3 separate regions of the Sus scrofa genome follow, and all the other regions are linked to region 2. The links are chromatin contacts, called in public targeted proximity ligation maps. All regions are on one chromosome and are shown on one strand. The core of a region is the stretch at or near the end of the contact, and the rest is flanking DNA. Distances in the headings are between cores, read along the strand shown. Region 1 holds the start of TNFRSF1A (TNF receptor superfamily member 1A). Region 2 holds the start of VAMP1 (vesicle-associated membrane protein 1). Region 3 has its middle 12 kb from the start of PLEKHG6.

Region 1 (2,700 bases), core at 34-2,533, 140 kb before region 2:
GGGTGAAGAGGAGAAGGCAGGGCCGCTGGATGAGGGCAGAGAGGAGCCTTGAGGGAAGGGAAAGATGGGCCTGGGGAGACAGAATGTGGGAGATTCAAGAGGGAGAAGACGAGGGAGGGAGGTGCCGCGGGGGAATTAGGATCTAGAAACATGGACTAGAAGAGGGAGAGGGAGAGCGGGAGAGAAAAGATTCCAAAAGGAGACTCACTCGGAGAAGTCTTCCGGAAGACTTGACAGAAGGGGAGGGAATGATGGGAAGACAGTGTAAGACCCTTGGGGAGGGGCAGGGGTTTGGGGAGAGAGGTCAGGGAGAGGAGGGGGGATCGCGGTGGGGCGTGGCCCTGGAGCCCCCCGGAAGGGCAGGGAGCCTGAAGCTTGAGGCCAGCCTAACCCACCCAACCAGGTGGGGGCCAGGGGCTGGGGTCTCGGCCCAGGGTGACTCCAGGGGGTGGAGGGATCAGGAATACACTGAAACAAGCCTCAGGCAACAGAAAAGGGACATTTTTCAGTGACGAAAACAACTGTCTACCAACTTCCCCAAACTGAGCCATAGAAGAAGAAAGCCAGCAAAGGGCTGTTTGGGTCTGTGGGAGGGGGCCGGGGGCAGGCCCAAGGGCTCCGAGGCCACAGACGAGGGTCAATCCGACAGACCCAGCCGACAGCCCCAGGTGAAGAAGGCCCCCCAGGTGGGAGGCCTGGGCCTGGGGAGGCCACTGGGTCGTGGCCCCGATCCCCGTACCCCCTTCCCTCCCAAACGCTCCCAACACACAGCCTCCCAAGCCAGCCCTCAGCCCTGGCCTCTCCCGGACTCAGTTTCCCCACCTCACTAGATCCGGCCCCTGCCGTCCAGCAGTGTCCTGGCACCCCTCGGTGGCCTCACCTCTCCGGCCCATCACACTGGCCCAAAGGACAGGATCCTGAGCCACTGGGACTCGGAAAGGACTCTTTCTCCCACTCCTTCCCATTTCCTAACAAAGTGCCCCACCCGCGACCAGGAGGGTCACCCTCCCCCACACCCCGGGCACCCCCAGCCCCTACAGTCGTCTTTGGCTGTCCCTGCCCGCCCGGGCTCCCTTTCCCTCCCTGCCTTTCAAACGTCTCCCCTGGTCCCCGACAGGCGCGGCGGATGAATGGGGCAGTGTTTGAGATCAGGCCGCGCAGGCCTGAGGCTGGGGCCTGGCTCTCTCCTGCCGCAGGCGGCCTCCTCACCCGCCAGCCCCCTCGGCCCTCCGTCCCAGTCTCACCAGTGGCAGCAGCAGGCCAGGGACGGTGGGGAGGCCCATGTCCGGCCAGCTGTGTCCTCTCACTCCCCCATCAGGGCTCAGGCAGTGGCGACAGTGACGGCGGACCGAGGCGACAGTCGATACCGTCCCAGGAGGAGCAGGGTCCGGAGGTCCCAAGTGGAGCCGGAGGGTTGGGCGAGGGAGCTGAGGGTTGAGCCTGGGGCAGAGAATCACGGCCTGGTCCCGGGGAACCTCAAACCCGGAAGGCCAGTTTTGGAGCCAGAGTTCGGAGAACTCAGAAAAGTCAAGCCGAGAGGAGGAGAGAGGAGGTGGGAGGGGAAGGGAGAGCGCAGAGGGGGTGTTGTAACTTCAGGACAGGAAGAGCCGGGGGTGGAGGCGGGAGGAGGCGGGAGGAGGGGGCTGAGGCTCCTTAACCCTTTGTGGCCAGTCAGAGAGCCCGTGCTGGCTCAGCTGCCACGTGCTGACCGCTCCCAACCAAACACAGAGGCGGGCCAGCCCCCTCCCTCCTCATCCCCATCGCCGGGCCTTCCCAGGGACACAGCTAGAGGAGAGCCCAGGGCTTTGGAGTCAGATTTACTGGGTTTCAGCACAGAACGCTTTTGTTTTTTTAGCTGTGTGATTTCTAACTCTCAGAGCCAGTGTTCCAATTTGCAAAACGGGGAGACCCTCTCTTTTTTAAGAGTTTATTTAAGAGTTTTTTATTTAAGAGTTTTTTAAGAGTTTTAAGAGTTTATTGAGACCAGACAGGTTTATTAAGCATCTGATGCTGGACCAGTCCTAAGTGCTCCTTCGAGTCTCTCCCCTTTTCCCCAAAGTTCTCTACTGACACCCTAATCTCTCGCCTTCTTGGGAATTTTCCCCTCCAACCAGAACCTCAGAGTAATTCTAGCCCTGACCCGGGCCCTGACCCCCTCCTCCACCCACAGTTCTCAGTCCAGTCCCTGCTCTGCTGGGGCTGGGCCCCCAGCTGCTGACCCTGGCTCTGCTTTCCCAGAAACCTCAGTTATTACTTTTTAATTTTTTTAATTTTAATTTTTATTTTTTTTCTTTTTGTCTTTCTAGGGCCTCACCCAAGGCATATGGAGGTTCCCAGGCTAGGGGTCGAATGAGAGCTGTAGCCACCAACCTACGCCAGAGCCACAGCAACTCGGGATCCGAGGTGCATCTGCGACCTACACCACAGCTCACAGCAACGCTGGCTCCTTAATCCACTGATTTCTACTGATCGAGGCCAGGGATCGAACCCGAAACCTCATGGTTCCTAGTCGGATTCGTTAACCACTGTGCCATGAAGGGAACTCAGAGACCTCAGTTATTAAATGACAGTGACAGTGCCTGTCACTGTCAGGGAAGGTGATGTCATGAGGCTTAATGAAATCACATCTATGATAATGCTGTGGAATTAGCTCCCTATTTCACAGATGAGAAAACCAAGGCCCAGAGATAAGCAGGCCAG
Region 2 (2,700 bases), core at 42-2,541:
AGAGAAGCATCAAAAATACATCTAGGACCAGACCAGGACTCCAGGAAAGAATGGAAAGTTCTTCATTCGTCTAGCCCTAGTTCTTCCTCAAGGTTTTGGAATGGGAGTGATGTTGAAGATGATCAGAGACTAAGTTGAATGTGTTGAGGAAAGGGGTTGAGGGGATCCTCAGCTGTTTCTCTTCTAAATACTTGGCTAAGACTCAATAACAGGAAAACATCACCTACACGGGTGGCCTTGGGATGAGTGGCTGCTTGGAATCACATGCCCCTGCCCCTTGAGCCTTTTTGAGCTGCTCACCTAGCGCCAGGGAACTGGCAGGTAAGTTTCTGGAGCTTTGCTCACAGCCAAGAAGAGTTGGGGGGTACCCAAGTCAGAGATTGCAGGACAAGCCAAGTTACTAACTGGCAGGTGCACCCATGGCCATGACTGTCTTTCTAGAGGCCCTAAGTACAGCTTCAACCAACAACAAGAAAGGGCCTGGGGTAGGCCCCTACCCGGTGTCTTGGCGCACCATCTTTCAACAGAGACCTGACTGAGGAGCCCCACAGGCGAGAGAAGAGGGGCAGCGAAAGTGGGACCCCCGCGCCCCTGCGCCGCCCGTGGGATGCTGGCTGGAACTGGTGCAGGAATGAGGTGCAGCCTCCCTTCCCCAAGGGTGGCCCGGCCCAGGGCTGGTGCGCGGCGGTGGTTCCCCGCGTCGCTGCATCTGCTGCAATGCGCCATTTTCGGTCCCGCAGAGTTCTGCGCTGGGGGTGAGAGTTGGCAAGGAGGTGTCGCGCCCCCCACACCAGAGTCAACTCACATGTCTCAAACAGAGGAAGGAGAGGTCTGTCTCCTCTCCGGAGGCTGCGGCGTGACACCGGGTCAGGGAACTCTGCGGTGAAACCGACGGCAACGCCACGCTCCTCCTCTTGCTGACCACCTGGAGCTCTAGCTGCGGTGGAACTCACTGCAGCGGCCGCTCAGGCCCCAGTCTTTATTAGTGCTGGTCACGCCCCCGGATCACGCTGATAAACCTGTGGACCAATCCCCGCCAAGAACAGACGCCAGTCCTGAAATGAAGCAGGGAATAAAGCCTACAGTGCCCGCCCCTGGAAATTCGCCAGTCACGGCTCTCTTATCATTCGGACCCGGAAAATGAGCGATGCTGGGAGGATGTGGCCAATACAACTGTGGTTTGCTTACCTGTCTGACTAAGCGACAGGGATGGGTGGAACTATGGCCCCCCTCCTGGAGGGTCGGCTCCAGCAGTTTGAGTTGGGCTTTTTTGGTGCCTCCAAGCCAATCGCTGAGCAGTTCCTCGGTCCGGGCCCGCCCACGGCCCGCGTCTCCAGCCAATCACGCCGTTTCCGCCTACAGCGGCAAGCAGGTTGGCGCGTGGCAGCCGGGACTCCCAAACCCTGGGAGCAGCAGAGGTTCGGTTGTCTGGGCACCGCCCAGGTGCTCGGACCTGGCAGGCCTCCACCCCCAGTCTTTGACAGACAGCTCTGAGGAGGCTATATCCATCGAGGCAGAGCCGCAGGCTCCCCGGGCCGCTGGGCGGCGGGGATCCTTACGACCAAAGTAAATACTTTGGAGAGCTCGGTTCACCGGTTCTACACAGCCATCAAGCCCCTCGCTCAGTCTGTCCTAAATTTAACTTTCCCTCCCCAAACTTGCTTGTCCTATCCCTCTCGGTAGCTTACCACTTGGACTCAGTTGCCCAAACCAGAAACCTGGAAACCATGCTAGATTTTCCTCCCATTCATCTTTTTCTGCCCTCCTATAAATCACCAAGCTGAGCGGATTTTTTTCTTCTTAGTATTTCAATAATTCTCTCCCCTCCTCTCACTGTCCTGCTGCAGCTTATTATCCCTTGTTTGGCGTCCATCAGTTGTAAAATCATTCTTCCACGTACTGCACACCAACATAATGCTTTTTTATCACTTCGAATTTTTATTTTATATGTATGGAAAGTGGAGGTTTCTATAGATGCAGATTTTTACCATACATCACTCTCATGCATACATGCAAAGGAAAATAGAAAAGTAGCCTAGTGTTCATAAAACTTTTTCAGACACCGACTCTTACGATTTTTTTTTTCTTTTTACTCAGTCTTAGATGTGCATGATTTCCACACAATATAGTCCTCTGTGCATGCCATCAAGGGCTTTGGGTGATGCAGCATTTCTTAAAGAAATGTTCCTTTTCTGTCTGGAATTTTTCTTTCAAGACATCCATTTGGCAAATTTTGATTCTTATGAGCCAGTATGACAAATACAGTATGACCATTCTGGCTAATATAGTCAGACATCCCAATTTAGATGTTAAAGTGAAAAAAGAAAAGTGCCTCTTAAAATTAATGAAATATCATATCATTTTGTTTCATCTTGCCCTCATTCATATCCATCCTCTAAGAAACCACTAGGATGATTTATCAAAATGTCACAACCTGGAGCTCCCGTCGTGGCGCAGTGGTTAACGAATCCGACTAGGAACCATGAGGTTGCGGGTTCGGTCCCTGCCCTTGCTCAGTGGGTTAATGATCTGGCGTTGCTGTGAGCTGTGGTGTAGGTTGCAGACGTGGTTCAGATCCCTAGTTGCTGTGGCTGTGATGTAGGCCAGCGGCTTCAGCTCCGATTGGACCCCTAGCCTGGGAACCTCCATGTGCCGCAGGTGTGGACCTAAAAAGACAGAAAAGACCAAAAAGATAATAAT
Region 3 (2,700 bases), core at 169-2,668, 180 kb before region 2:
TTTTTTTTTCTTTTTGGCCACACCCACAGCAAATGGAAGTTCTCAGGCCGGGGATCAAATTCAAGCTGCAGCTCTGACCTATGCCACAGCAGCAGCAACACCAGATCCTTAACCCACAGCACCACAGTGGGAACTCCCCTACATAGAATTTAATCCAGGAAACTATTTATTCAGTGGGCCCCTGACACCCGTCAACTCTGCTCCAAGTGCCCCTTTTCCAGAGTGAGTGTTCGAGGACTCCCTCCTTCCCCATCAGCCCAGCCCCCTTCCCGCTGGGTCAACCTCTATCCCTGTGGGACATAAACCTGCCTTCAGGCTTTAGATTCAAAGGAAGCCAAAATAGTAGCTGGATGGTAAAGACGAAAGAAATAAAATTCTTTACCTCTGTATACTTGGGACGTTTTATTTGTGTTTAAAAATGTAAACAGTGAAAGGAGGGCAAATAACAGATGAGATTTTTATTTAGTCAGACTAACATGAAATGTGGTCATTTCATTTCATGATTCCTGCTAAAAATAATTTTGTCGAGTGGAGAGGGGAGGTGTTTAAAATCATCCACACCATGCCACGTGCCACAGGTGGCCTCACCTTTCTCGGGTCTTGGTATTAATTATTAGTCATTAATTATTACAGTTAAGTGTAATTAATGCTTGGAATGCCAAAGCTTTGTGTCTCCCAAAAAAATGACAGCAAAACATCAGTCTGGATGAATCCTCTTTGAATCAAATCACCGCAAGCCTGTGGGCCAGTCTTCATGTCTTCTCTGTCACGTGTATATTTTCCTTCTGGGCACAATGTGAAATTAAAAAGAAGGTAGTTTTGGAGTTCCCGTGTTGGCTGGGCAGGTGAAGACCCTGACTAGTATCCATGAGGATGAGGGTTCGATCCTTGGCCTCCCTCAGTGGGTTAAAGATCTGGCATTGCCACAAGCTGAGGTGTATGTCACAGACGTGGCTTGGATCTGGCTTTGCTGTGGCTGAGGCGAAGGCCAGCAGCTGCAGCTCCGATTCAACCCCTAGCCTGAGAACCTCCATATGCCATGGGTGTGGCTCTAAAAAGACAAAAAAAAAAAAAAAAGATAGTTTAGCTCATGTTGAGTTGTTCCAGATTTCAGATATATCATAGATGGGGCTGCAGAGTGATAATGGTATTTATTTCCACGTGTCCCAAATTGTCCAAGAATGCCTGATTCCAAAGAATGAATCCCGTAAACACAAAGCAGGCAAAGTTCTGAAGGTCATGGTACTTTATATCATGCAGGTGGCAAATTCATGGCCCAGAGCCATGCCGTGTCTGTCTATCTTCAAAGTATGCATGATTCTTAAAAAGCATCTGGGCAGTCGGTGCCGATCTGCTCTGAGATGCACTCGGGCCCTCACTGCTCTCAGACGGAGGAAAGCTTGAGTCACCCTCAACCGCCCTGTCTGGGTCTGTTCTCCTTTACATATTTGTATGACTTCCAAGAGGAGGAAGTGACAAGTTTCACATTTACTTTCAACAGTTGAACACTACGTCTTTAAATAAAAGGAACACGTCTCAGAGGCACTTTAGTGTTGTGTATTTTTGTCAACTTCTTTTTTTTTTTTTTTTTTTTGTTTTTTTATCTTTCCTAGGGCCGCTCCCGAGGCATATGGAGATTCCCAGGCTAGGGGTCTAATCTGAGCCGTAGCCACCGGCCTACACCACAGCCACAGCAATGCCAGATCTGAGCTGCGTCTGTGATCTATACCACAGCTCACGGCAATGCCGAATCCTTAACCCACTGAGCAAGGCCAGGGATCGAACCCTCAACCTCATGGTTCCTAGTCAGATTCGTTAACCGCTGTGCCACAATGGGAACCCCCTTGTTAACTTTTAATGACTTGGAGGAAAAAATTTTCATTAACTTCTGCCCTCAAATTATTAGATAAGGGAAAGTCATTCTCTCCCTCTCTTTTTTTTTTAAATTTGGTTAAATGTCTCCTGCTTCCTGTCAATCATCAGTTATTTCTCAGCTTACTGTGTGTTCTTTTTTGTTGTTCTTTTTAGGGCCTCACTCACGGCATGTGGAGGTTCCCAGGCAAAGTGTCAAATCAGAGTTGTAGCCACTGGCCTACACCACAGCAATAACAATGCCAAATCTGAGCCGCGCCTCCAACCTACACCACAGCTCACGGCAATGCCAGATCCTTAATCAACTGAGCAAGGCTAGGGATTGAACCTGTGTCCTCATGGATACTAATCAGATTCGTTTCTGCTGAGCCACAACGGGAACTCCTTATTGTGTATACCTACCATGTTTTTATTAGATTAACAGCATTGTGATGTATTCTCCTGTAAATAAAGCCTTTAACAACGATCCTTTTTTTTTTTCTTTCTTTCTTTTTTTTGGCTGCACCCAGGCATCCAAAATTCCTGGGCCAGGGATTGAATCCAAGCCATAGAAGAGACCTGAGCCACAGCAGGGAGAATGACAGATCCTTAACCGGCTGAGCCACAATGGACCTCCCAAAATATATTCCTGTTTTGATCAATTATATACTAATTATAATTCTAATAATATAGAGAGTGTAGGAGGAGAGCAAATGGGGCCAAATGTTAATAATTAGTGACTTGAGGAAAAGACATACAAGAAGTCATGTTATTTTGCAAGTTTTTTTATAAACTTTGTTTAAATAAGAAACTTAAAAGTGAAGCATTTTAAATGTTAATATTGATAAT

The links.
Region 1: a contact with region 2 is called in a targeted proximity ligation map of alveolar macrophages. A contact is called at or near these places in 3 of 5 promoter capture datasets (fetal liver, fetal skeletal muscle and liver), 20 of 47 Hi-C or Micro-C datasets (alveolar macrophages, brain, embryonic fibroblasts and 11 more) and 2 of 2 datasets of targeted methods (alveolar macrophages and skeletal muscle).
Region 3: a contact with region 2 is called in a targeted proximity ligation map of alveolar macrophages. A contact is called at or near these places in 5 of 47 Hi-C or Micro-C datasets (embryonic fibroblasts, epiblast stem cells, omental adipose tissue and 2 more) and 1 of 2 datasets of targeted methods (alveolar macrophages).

What each region holds. Positions count from the first base shown.
Region 1 is chr5:64,317,932-64,320,631 of Sscrofa11.1, reverse strand. It overlaps TNFRSF1A (TNF receptor superfamily member 1A), which reads right to left and starts at 1,283. Exons shown (of 10, transcript NM_213969.1): 1 at 1,245-1,283. The coding sequence starts at 1,283.
Region 2 is chr5:64,180,087-64,182,786 of Sscrofa11.1, reverse strand. VAMP1 (vesicle-associated membrane protein 1) reads right to left here and starts at 1,291. Exons shown (of 6, transcript XM_005653160.3): 1 at 1,189-1,291; 2 at 806-1,055. The coding sequence starts at 807.
Region 3 is chr5:64,360,954-64,363,653 of Sscrofa11.1, reverse strand. No RefSeq gene overlaps it. Among named protein-coding and RNA genes, the nearest start is that of PLEKHG6, 12 kb to the right of the region's middle.